Linked DNA regions of Mus musculus: regions 1, 3 and 4 are each linked to region 2. A link is a contact called in public Hi-C, HiChIP or PLAC-seq and promoter capture Hi-C data. All regions are on one chromosome and are shown on one strand. The core of a region is the stretch at or near the end of the contact, and the rest is flanking DNA. Distances in the headings are between cores, read along the strand shown. Region 1 has its middle 41 kb from the start of Gm41019. Region 2 holds the start of Jmy (junction-mediating and regulatory protein). Region 3 holds the start of Lhfpl2 (lipoma HMGIC fusion partner-like 2). Region 4 has its middle 17 kb from the start of Gm31630.

Evidence for each region. Promoter capture Hi-C pulls out the DNA fragments that hold promoters and counts their contacts. A called contact is a pair of places that touch in the nucleus more often than the background predicts. HiChIP or PLAC-seq counts read pairs in DNA pulled down with a chosen protein or histone mark.
Region 1: an H3K4me3 HiChIP or PLAC-seq map of pro-B cells shows a contact between it and region 2, with 4 times the contacts expected there. The contact joins the enhancer-like site here to the promoter of Jmy in region 2. A contact is called at or near these places in 4 of 39 promoter capture datasets (the C10 cell line, liver, pre-B cells and 1 more), 1 of 484 Hi-C or Micro-C datasets (embryonic fibroblasts) and 4 of 115 datasets of contacts at active chromatin or transcription factors (the 230-238 cell line, large pre-B cells and pro-B cells).
Region 3: a promoter capture Hi-C map of liver shows a contact between it and region 2, with 2.4 times the contacts expected there. The contact joins the promoter of Lhfpl2 here to the promoter of Jmy in region 2. A contact is called at or near these places in 1 of 39 promoter capture datasets (liver), 2 of 484 Hi-C or Micro-C datasets (embryonic stem cells and nephron progenitors) and 2 of 115 datasets of contacts at active chromatin or transcription factors (embryonic stem cells and memory CD8 T cells).
Region 4: a Hi-C map of the N1E-115 cell line shows a contact between it and region 2, with 3 times the contacts expected there. The contact joins the enhancer-like site here to the promoter of Jmy in region 2. A contact is called at or near these places in 1 of 39 promoter capture datasets (the C10 cell line), 1 of 15 datasets of contacts at CTCF or cohesin (large pre-B cells), 1 of 484 Hi-C or Micro-C datasets (the N1E-115 cell line) and 1 of 115 datasets of contacts at active chromatin or transcription factors (astrocytes).

The regions. Positions count from the first base shown.
Region 1 is chr13:92,963,092-92,965,791 of GRCm38.p6, forward strand. No RefSeq gene overlaps it. Among named protein-coding and RNA genes, the nearest start is that of Gm41019, 41 kb to the right of the region's middle. Within about 2 kb of position 1,425, at least 41 of the 459 cell types and tissues checked have an H3K27ac peak or open chromatin away from gene starts, as enhancers often do. A contact at or near this core is called in pre-B cells and pro-B cells, where this site is marked.
Region 2 is chr13:93,498,383-93,501,082 of GRCm38.p6, forward strand. Jmy (junction-mediating and regulatory protein) reads right to left here and starts at 1,426. Exons shown (of 11, transcript NM_021310.3): 1 at 1-1,426. The coding sequence starts at 924.
Region 3 is chr13:94,056,418-94,059,117 of GRCm38.p6, forward strand. Lhfpl2 (lipoma HMGIC fusion partner-like 2) reads left to right here and starts at 1,379. Exons shown (of 4, transcript NM_172589.2): 1 at 1,379-1,489.
Region 4 is chr13:92,864,339-92,867,038 of GRCm38.p6, forward strand. No RefSeq gene overlaps it. Among named protein-coding and RNA genes, the nearest start is that of Gm31630, 17 kb to the right of the region's middle. Within about 2 kb of position 1,268, at least 23 of the 459 cell types and tissues checked have an H3K27ac peak or open chromatin away from gene starts, as enhancers often do. A contact at or near this core is called in the N1E-115 cell line, where this site is marked.

The DNA of each region.
Region 1 (2,700 bases), core at 175-2,674, 540 kb before region 2:
TTTTTTGAGACAGGGTCTTATTATCTCAGGTTGGCCTTGAACACATTATTACTCTGAAGTTGACCTTGAACCTCTAATCCTCCAGTCTCTGCTTCCTGATGGTTGAGTATTTGCTTGCTGTTTTGTTTAGTTTGGGCTTCTTGATGTTTTTGGTTTTGATTTCTGTTCTTTTCCTTTTCATATCTTTTTCTTCTTTAACATGCACATGTAGTATTTGATTTATCTCTGGTTCAACCTGTCTTAAAATTTTCAGACCTCAGCTTGCTTAGTGACCTCATAATGGTTCCAATAAACTGTGTGTCATTCACAACCTAAGGACTGGTAGGAAACCCAGCTTTCAAATGCAGTGCCCAGTGATTTCAGCCTGAAAGGTGATATGTCTGTTTTTCTAGAATCTCCTAGGCTCTGGAATGTGCACTGGCAAGACTTCTAGTCCAGACTTCTTGGGACCTGACTCACTTGCCTCTGAGACACAGTTAGAGACACTAAAATCTTAACAAGCCTCTTGGCTACGTGACTTCAGACAGCCTGATGACTGTTCTGGAGACAAGCATGTATATTAGCCTAGCTAAGCAGATGTCTGTCCAGAAGAAGAGGATTGCTCACATGATACAGGCACAAAGCTCTGGGAAGCCCCTGAAGGACACTGTTTGAGTCATAAGCAGTGAGGTGTTGGCCGATGAAGCTCAATACCTCCCTACTCATTCAACATTCCACTCAGGGACCATGGGCTAGCTCCAGGAACCAGTGACCATACCAACCAGTGAAGATGGGCACATGAATCTGATATGGTCTCTGTCCTAGAGAAGTTTGTATATTAGTTGTGTACACAAGTACATATGTACTTGTAGAGAAGTAGACATGGGATGTGCTTTGTAAAGAGGAAGCAGCAATCAGCCTTGCTCTGAGAGGAGGGTCTATTTGAACTGGGTTTGACGAGAAAGTGGCAATATACCAATGAAGGAAGGGTGGGAAACACAACAAGATACCACCATCCTGCAGAGAAAGGAGACTCTATGTTCCCAGCACCCTAAGGAATGCAATGTGGCTTTGATGACTTCTATTAGAGAGCTACGGAGAACTTTCCGGTAGGAACACGGTGACTTGTTCTTCATAATCCTAATGACCAGTACAGCTAATATCAGTGACTCCTAGGGCCCTTGTTAATTTTTACCTCAGACTCTTTGGGGGTGGTGGGTTCCATTCAAAGACTCCAGGCTGTGTAAAGATCTACTTCCTTTTAGTGGTCAAAAATACTTCCTCAAATACTCCCCTGTAGGGTCGTTTGTTCCTCTCGCTGTAACTGTAGTGCTCTGGCACGCCTACATAACCTCCAGGAACCACACAGATAAAGAATGGATCTGAAAGACACTGTGGAAATCCTGACAGAGCAGCCACACCCACCGAACAGCCCAACCCAACCTCATTTACCTTCACCAAACACCCACAGGTTCCTCATTGCTTCCTTGTTACTCCTGTTCTCTCTAATGGCCTCCCTGGGTGTCAATGTTATTCTTTTATTTGTTTTTAAAAAATAAAACCAGAAAAGCAATTTATGTGTGTGCAGTGAGAGCTCTGCTTGCCAAGTGGCAGCCAGAGCTGGGATGTTCTCCCTGGGCAGCCACGAGGGACCTGAATCTAGACTACTGGTTAGAAGGATCTAGAAGCTCACTGCCATCAGTTACAGAGAACCCAGTGTTGGTTTCCATACAAGCATGCCAGATTATTGGGCTGGTCCAGCCTGGAGTCTACCTAGGCTTCTAGTCAGGAGTTGGCCCTACCAACATGAGACAGTAGAATCTTCTTCTGCCTTCTTATTGCCACCATAAGGGTAAAAATTTATTAGGGGGAGGAAAACAAAATCTTGTAGGTAAAATAAAATAAAATAAAATAAAATAAATGATTCTACTAACAATTCCTTATTCCTGAAACACTCTGCTTTCTATCAAAAATGGTCTGGAATTTTTAAAGGAAGGGCATTGAAGGTTTGACATTTCTTCCTCCTGAGGAGGAGGGGAATGTGCTGGTCTGCCCTGAGTCCCTGCCCCTTCCTTCATCTTCATCTTTCTTTGTCAGCTAATTCTTTCAGCATCCCTGAGCGATGTCATCCAGGCCTGTAGCACACAGGAGAACAGAGCAGGCTGGCTCCAAGGGAAGGGGAACATGGGAAACGACTGGGCAGAAGCATCCTAGAACATGCAGCAATAGAAAGTGGGTCAAATGGTTGCTGAGATACCTTATTTCATAGGTGGCCACCAGAGGAGCATGTTCCCAAGGAAAAGGCTGCCTTTGCATCCTAGTCACACTCAGTGGCCAGGAGCTGCCCACAGGAAGCATGACCCTAGTACAGAGGCAGTAATGGATCATGGAGCACAATAGCTGGACCATTTGTCAATTAAGTTCCTTGTTCACAGTACTTGTCAGTACTTGGTCCCTGAAAGAGAAGTTTCAATAGACCTTCATTGAAGGAAAATGAATGAATGAATGACTAATCACTGGTACTAGTGGGACAGCTGAAATGGCATGGCAATCTCAAGTGTCAAGAAATAAACCTTTGAAATAGATCGTTCTAGAAATAAGCTTTACTTTCAAGTCTAGCTAGACTTTCAGAGTGAGCTTTTAAGACCCTCAGAGGGAAGTGTTTCAAGTCAGGGCAATGTCCCTGAGTCAGAGTGGCTAGAAGTTGACTATCATGAGAGA
Region 2 (2,700 bases), core at 176-2,675:
CTCCGGATCATCCGTCTCGGTGAAAAGAACCTGAGAAAGGATCTTCCAGCCACACGTGTCCAGGCCGTGGCCCAGGTATACCTGGAGTTGGTAACATAGAGCGTCGATCTCCTGCTCGGTCATCTCGGGGGCGCCCCCAAACAGCACCGTCCACATGCCTGACGGCTCTTCGGGGAACACCGGCAGACACGGCTCCAGCTGGGAGTTTACCGAGCACAGCTGCTGATGCACGGCTCGCAGATCCTGGAAGGAGAAAAGCCCGGCCCAGCTGCATTCTTCGGCCGGAGACTCCAGCTCCGCGGCAGACGGCGGCTGCTCCGAGTCCGGGAGCGGCTGTGGCGCCTCGTCCTCCCTCACCATTTCCAGGACCTCGATCTCCTCGGAGACCGCCCCGGAGGCACTCACCACCCGCACCGACGACACCGGGGGCACCGGGGGCGCCGGCGGGGCTGGCGTGGCACTGGCGGTCGCATCTCGGGATTCGGCGCTTCTGCGGAGCGGGCTGGCCTTAGCCCGCGCGGGGCTACGGAGAGGACTCTCCGGTCCTCTGCCCGCGGGACCCCGAGGAGGATCCCCCTTCAGGCTGCGCGCGCTGCGCGGAGAGCCGCCCTCGGCCCAGGCCTGGCTTTTCCGTGGCCCGGGACTCCGGAGCGCTGCTGTAGCAGAGGCAGCGGCCTCTGACCGACCCCTGGCCGCGGGGCTGCCCGGACCGCGACTCCCATCAGACGCGGGCGTCCCCGCCTGTTCCCGGGAACCGCTCCTCTGTCTCTGGGCCGTCCGGTTGTGACAGGTTATAGCAAACTTGCCTTCGATCTCGTTCCAGGCCACAATGAACACAAACTTGTGCTTCTCGCGCTCGTCGAATACGTGGGGCCGCACCGCCACCCAGTCGGACTCGAGTGTCTCCTCCAGCGCGAACGACATGGTAGCTCCGGTGCCCGGCGAGGGGGGTCGCCCGCCCGGCCGAGTCTCCGCGGTGGCCGCGCCCCCAGCTCACCCTTGCGGGGCGCCTGCAGCCATCTTAGCGCGCCGGCCGCTCACCCACCGGCTCCTTTGTGGTGCGGCTCTCAGAAGAGACAATACGCGGCCCGGAGCAGGTAGTTCACATGGTCACGTGCGGCCGGATCTGTTTACAAGCCGCTCGCTGCCGCAGCGCAGGGCCCTGGGCCGCCGGACCGGCCTGCGCGGAGCCGCGGGGCTGCGTGCTGAGGCGCGCGTCCGCCGCTCGCCCGCCGGGGCCTACCTCCCCGCCGCCCCTCTGCCCCCGGCCAACAGCGCCCAGCCAGCCAGAACCAGAACCAGAAAGCAGACTCCTAAAGCGCTAGTCTCAGCGTCGCCACAATGTTGCCATTCGGCTGTGACGTCTGCGGCTCCACGAGGGACGTAAACACGGGCACGTGCGGCACGCTGCTGACGCGGCGGCGGCAGCAGCGGCAACGGGAGCGGCGGCGCGCGTCCCGCCCGCCCGGCGGCGCCCCGCCCCCCTCCGCGTCCCTCCAGCCGCGCCTGCGCGCCGCCGCGTTCCTGGCCCCAGCCCTGCCCCCTTTTTCCCGGCCCGGAGTCTGTGGCTGCGGGATGACGCTTTTCTGCAAGATGAGAGACTGGTGTGCCCGGCCGCACAGGTTGCTTTGAACCCCCGGCAAGAGGAGCAAAGGCAGAGGGACTCTGAGACTTTGTTCAAGGACCTTGATGTAGCCCTCCTTCACCCTAAGTGAATCTGGATCGCCAACTGTGTTCAGACGCGTCCTAAACAGTCCGGGAACTCTGCCTTGCTTTACAAGGCTAAGCCAAAGGGTTCCATTCTCCCCTGACATCCTTCAGACACAATTTAAGTTAGACATGTATGCAAAACAACTCAGGAGAATACGAAAACAGTAGGAAAATTCAGTCACGTCCTAAAGAGCGTGAACATTTGTCTCAATTTATCCTTCTTTTATTGCTTCGGCTTTCCTCGTTGTGTACTGTTCTGAGAATCTCTTTGGGCAGTCACTGCACTAAAGTTTTGACATTGTATTCAGTTATCAGAGTTCCCAGAAAGCACAAACAAAAAGTTTTTATCAGCCTGGCAAGGCAGTGCATAACTATAATCCCAACACTTGGTGAGTAGAGGCAACCAGATATGGTAATTCAAGGCCAGCAGGGGCTACAAAAGACCTTGTTTCAAAAACCAGCCAGAAAAATCCAATTATTCATACTAAATTGTGTTGAAACATTCCTAATATTGTCTAGTAGGTTTATAATCCACTTTATATTATTGGCGTCATCTTTCCTGTCAGTGTCTAAGGCATCAAGCAGGCACTAATGTATAATAGGAATTAGTTCTTTTACTTTAAGCCACATTTCTAAAACGTGTGAAAATCATCTGAGTCACCCTCACGTTGTCAGCTACACACAGTTTTGTATTGGCCTGACATCTAAATTGATAGTCAAAAGTTTTAGACCTATCTCTTGGCTGAACTTTTTTTTTTGTTTTGGTTTTGGTTTTTTGGAGACAGGGTTTCTCTGTGTAGCCCTGGCTGTCCTGGAACTCACTTTGTAGACCAGGCTGGCCTCGGACTAAGATATCTGCCTGTCTCTGCCTCCCAAGTGCTGGGATTAAAGGCGTGTGCCACCACCGCCTTGCTGAACATTTTAAACTTTAAACATCTGCTTTGAAACCCATGCCTACTCTTGGACCAAACACACACACACACACACACA
Region 3 (2,700 bases), core at 129-2,628, 560 kb after region 2:
TGATTTTGCCAAATAGAGAGAGCACTTAACACTCTTGTAGAATGTGTTTCGGGAAAGCTTTTTTTTTTTTTTTTTTCCCAGTAGGATTCAACCGTGGGAGAGTCCTGGGAACAGCATCAGCAGCTTCAGCGTGGATACAGGCATGGGTCCTTCTAGGACCCCATCTGGATGAGGACCAGCATGGTGATGCATTTGTGTTTGCAGCTATTGTTAATTGGTGATAGGTACCCTTTGCATGTGAAGAATCCCAACCGATTTAATTTGTATGTTTTCTCCACAGACCAGCAGTTGCGGATGACTTATGCTATCTACAATCCTGCTGTGGGATATGGTTTTCAATAGTGGAGTTGCAAAGAAATCAAGAATTTGTTTTGTTTTTTTAATTTTCCTGGCAAAATGCCTCAGATACCCTCTCACCCAGGAAGTGGTGTTCTAGAGCCATTAAGCTTGTAAGGCCGTGCAGATAGGTGCCGTGCCCACGGGTTTCAAAAGCAGGAGGGGGCCATTGAAACTGACAAACCCAAATGGATTTGGAAATAGTGGGTCAAGTGCAAAGACTTCAAGAGCAAAGAGCACATGCAAGCTGCTAGGGAAGGCCGGGAGGGAGGGGTGGGGGGGGTGGGTGTGCTTCGGTGGATAGACAAGTGTCTGAGAGTTTGGAGGCTGAAGCAAATTTGACAGGGGGTGGGGGTTGGAGACAAAGGAAGGTGATCTTAGCTGGGTTCTGTCCTAACACAATGAATTCAGACAATTCAGCCCCTGGCTATTTGACTCTGTCCTTTGCTCTGGCCCTGGGGGCGGTGGTGAGAGGAGTTGGTGGGTCTCCTCTCTGGATCCCTTTCCCGCTGGCTAAACCGCCTTTGATATCTGTGGTATCTATTGGAAAGTGTATCTTCAGTGCCTGGGGGATGTGTCTGGACCCAAGCATCCAAGCTCTGTGAAAGTTTGCAGTTTCCCGAAGTAGAAATCAGGACCTGTAAACTTGTGCCTCCAGCCTCTGCTTTAAAAGCACCGCAGACCACTCTCCACCCTGCGGTTTTCCTGGGCCACGGACCGACTTTCTTCCCGCCCGCCCCGCCGGCTCTGGTCCACGATAGGCACTGGGACAGCGTGAGGAGAGAACCCCGCAGGGCTCCGGGACCCCTTCTCAGGGATCGCGCGCGTCGCCCACACTCTCCCGGGCCCTGTAGGACCCTCCCCCCCGGAGGCCGGGCTTCGCCGACCCCTCCCCGAGCGGCGGCCGGAGGCGGGGATGCTGAGTGGCAGCGGCCGGCCTGGGCTGCGAGGTTCGGCCGCCTCCTCCCGCTGCGCCCGCCCCTCGGCCTCCGCCCCGGCGCCGCCGACCCTCGTCTGCTCCCGCCCTCGCCCCTGCGGGTCCGCCGGGGCCAGATCGAGGCTGCAGCGAGGAGGCGGCACAGAGAGCCCGGCTGGGGAAGGCTGCACGCGCCCGGGCCAGAGCGGGGCGTTAGGAGCCGGCTGCCCCGGCCAGGTAGGTGCTGCGCGGGGAGCCCGGGAGGGGGCCGGTCCCCGACAGTGCACGGGGGCGCGGAGGGACGGGCGGCGGGTGCCGGGGCAGGAAGGATCCGCTGCAGCGCCGGCCCGCCGCAGACGTGGAAGAAGTTGAGCCTGGAAGCGCTTTTTCCCGGGGAGCTGTAGTGGTCCCCTCCAGCCCCGGTCCGTACCGCGTGGGTCTCACCGGCCACAGACCTCAGCTGCATCTCAGACCTGGGCTGCATTTTTTGTGGCCAGTGCAGAGGGGTGAGGGCTGGCGAGGAGGTGGGCGGGGAGTTGGGGAACACCACATCTGGGGTGGATGAAGGACTCAGAGAGATGGGTTTGAATGCAGTCCCTACCCCCACCCGGCCGCACTTCTCTCTCAGTCTATTCGCGGTCGCGTGCTCTCTGAACTGAGAAAAGCAAAAAGAGTTTCTTCAAGTCGGCTCAACTTTTCTGTTAATTCAGGAGGTTCGGGAGTTTGTATGGAAGTAAGGGCAAAAGACTCTCATCCTCGCACCCTACCTCACTCCTGCCCGGGCAGTTTCCTGTACTCTGTGCCATGATTGTTTTTGTGCTTGTAGATTACAGCTGGTGACCTATATGGAAAAGTGGAACCACTGCCGGCGAGTGTGTGTTGGAGCCACAGGGCGGCAAGGTGTGGGGGGCTAAGTCAGAGTTCCTTCGAAGGGACTTTAATTCTCTGAACACTCTTCCTGTCCAGCTCAAAGAGAGGATGGGATAAGGAATAATTTATCTTGCTCTTTCTGATGCTCTTCTAATCATTTTTTTTAAAAACTCCCTTTCAAATTAAGAGATAGAGAACACGCATGCGATGGTTAAATATTTTAAAGACAGGGAAGATGAACATCTCTCTCTGCAATCAGGCTAATAGGGCTAGCCTGTGTTGGAACATCTGATTCTGATGAAATATTTGAAAGGTTTAAAGCAATACCAGACGATGTCATTAAAAAAAAATAGAGTGACCTGCAGTAGGTCATACAGAGCAGTGTGGCCTGTGGTCTGTGACAGCATTTTATAGCGGGAGGTGGAGCACTGTAAGCTTAAAGAGAAGAGGGTGGGAAAGGGGGCTGCTCATTTGTCTTGAACCAGTCTAGTTAGGAAGAGTGATTACACTGCAAATGAACATTTGTGAATATAATTTGAGTCATGATACATGAACCAGCCATTTGTCTGAAGGAAAAA
Region 4 (2,700 bases), core at 18-2,517, 630 kb before region 2:
GCATGAAGAGGAATTCCAGGTGCTTGCTGGGCATGTCCTTATAGGGAGAGAGGAAGTTAAACCTGTAATCTGGCCACCAGGCTATGTGACTTCCTCAAGGGTGGCAGAGGTGGGGTTTACACAGGCTACATGGCCCAAGCATGCAGACCCAGACCAAGGAGGGAAGTCATACTCCTGCCAGTCTCAGGGCAAGATCATCAGGGTCTGAATGTATATGCATCTCACTCTTGCTCCCGACTGGCTCCCTTAGTTGCACATCTTTCCAGCCCCACCGTGGTTTTTCTCTTCACAGTCTTTGCTGAATAGAGAAGCACTTGGAGCATCAAGACAGCTCTTTGTTATAGTCCAACATCTGGAGCTCAGAACAGAAGGTACTCAAGGAGTTTTGGATCTTTTGTTTATTCTGAGACAAGGGCTCACTCTGAAGCCCAGGCTGGCTTTAAACTCACCATCTGCCTGTCTTATTTTCCTCCACACTGAATGACAGGAATCCGCCATTGCATCAGGCTCTGAGGTTTTTGAGAGAAGAATAAGATTTGAAAACATGTTGAATAATATCAGAAAAGAGTAGGGAAAGTTGAAGCCAAGAGCCAGTGAATCACAACGGGCCCAGTGGCTTCCTCAGAGTCTTGCTGCTAACATGAAATATTTGAATCATATTTTTGAAGTTTATCAAGGCGTGGTTTCTTACTGCCTGGCTAATCAATGTAAAGCAACTGTGTTCAAGGCTGAATCTAACTTTAAGAAGTGGGGTAGTACATTTTTTTTTAATTTTTGCAAGCTAAATATTTTAAGTATGCAAGGAAACATGACTTATTAAAGGTATTAATAATTAACTATTCTCTAAAGTGGATACTAACTCAGTTTCTTCCCTTTGGCAGCATTAGGGTTCAAACCCAGGCCTTGTACATCCTAGGATGTCTCCAGCCCTTCTACCTCACTTTAAAAAAACCTTATTAATCTGGACATCACATGTCTAGATTTGGCCAAACTGGGAGCATAAGAATATATGTGCAATGAGACTATTATCATATTTTAAAAAGGTAATAACTGAGAACAGTCTGAAAAAGTATTTCCTCAAATGAGGAAGAGAGAATTGGTGTCAGGCCTTGTATTCAGCACGCCCTGTATCTTGGGGAGAAGGAGTCAGCATGTCGCTAATGAGATTTGCAGATGGCTTTAAGTTGAGAGGCATTGTAAACAGCAGGGATGACTGAGACATGATACAAGAGGCGCTGGAAAGGTTAGGAACATGGACAGGAAACCAAATGATTCATCCTGGAATAACGCAAGCCAATCTGACATCTGGCGCCAAACAAGAAGAAATACAGATACACTGCAGAAGAGACGAATGTGGAAAATAAAATAGTCACCTCAAGACTACTGGAGGGGCATTGGCAAGAGGAGAGCACAGGCCGGGAAGAGGGAACTAGATGCTGTTAAATTCCCATGTCTGTCCAGTGCTTTGCTCGCTGAGTACTCCTTGACCACAGTTAACCCACTCTATGTATGGAGAACAAGTCATAGTGTTTCTCTTGAGGACTGATTGTTCACGGGAGCTCCTTCCTTCATGAAATAAAAGGCTGGCCTCACTCTAGCTGTTCCTGATGCTGCAGAAGATTAGCAGTATAGGGAGAGAGTCATTTGGAAGTAACGGGGATCTTTAAAAAGGGTTAGTAGGAGAGGTCACTTACCACACACTTACTGGACTCTTTCCAGGGTTGATGGAACAACTTCCTAGCTATTCCCGGCAGCATCCTGGCCTGGGAATCTGCCTTAAATGAAAATAAGATGCATTCTCATGATGGCTGTACACAGGTGATCTGTTTTTTTTTTTTTTTCCTGGTGGCGACCCTCTTCCCATCTTCAAGTGCCCTCATGTTAACCCCAAGGAATAGCTCCCATCCCAGCCTTCTGCTTGGCTTGGCTCACCTAGTCTCCTCCCTCTTACTATAAAGGTATAGTGAGTGTCTGTGCTCCCTCTACATTCCAATGAATCAAATAAAAATCACTGGTGATGGTGGCTAATTTATGAATCTCTGGCTTTCTCTTTTTATACTTCTCATTTTTTTTTCTGTTATGGGGACTTTATACATTAGGATCCGGTTTTTCTAATATTGTGTCATAGTGAGGACTGTGTGGGGATGAGAAGGAAAAAGATGGATTTTGAGCAAGGATGTACCTTCAGCAGACACTATTGCTCTATCCATTCCTCATCCTGGGGAGAGCAGAGCTGAAAATGAAGGAGACATGGAAGGAGCAAGTTGGAAAGCAAACCCTTGGGAGATACATCCATGGATCACATCACAAGTCTGAGGCTCAGTATATCATTTGTTCCTGGTAATATTTGCCTTTTAACCTCTCTGTATTTGTTCATTTCACACCCCAGTGGAGATATTGAGTCAGCTTTTGCATATAAAGAAGCTTATTGTTCTTAAAAACTTAAAGAACTCATTCATTCATCTAACACATGTTTCCTGAGTGCCTCTAGGGATCTTGCTACACAGGATCCTACTGTGAACACAGCTAGTCTCTCTGGCCTTGTGGGACTGACATTCCAGCAGGGGGAGACAATTAATAATGGACACAATAACCAAGCATGTTGCATAGGAGCATAGGATAATACAAATGATCAGTGCTAGGGGAAAGATGTCGAAATAAAGACCTGGGGAGGCTGAGATGGGGTGAGTTATGATAGTA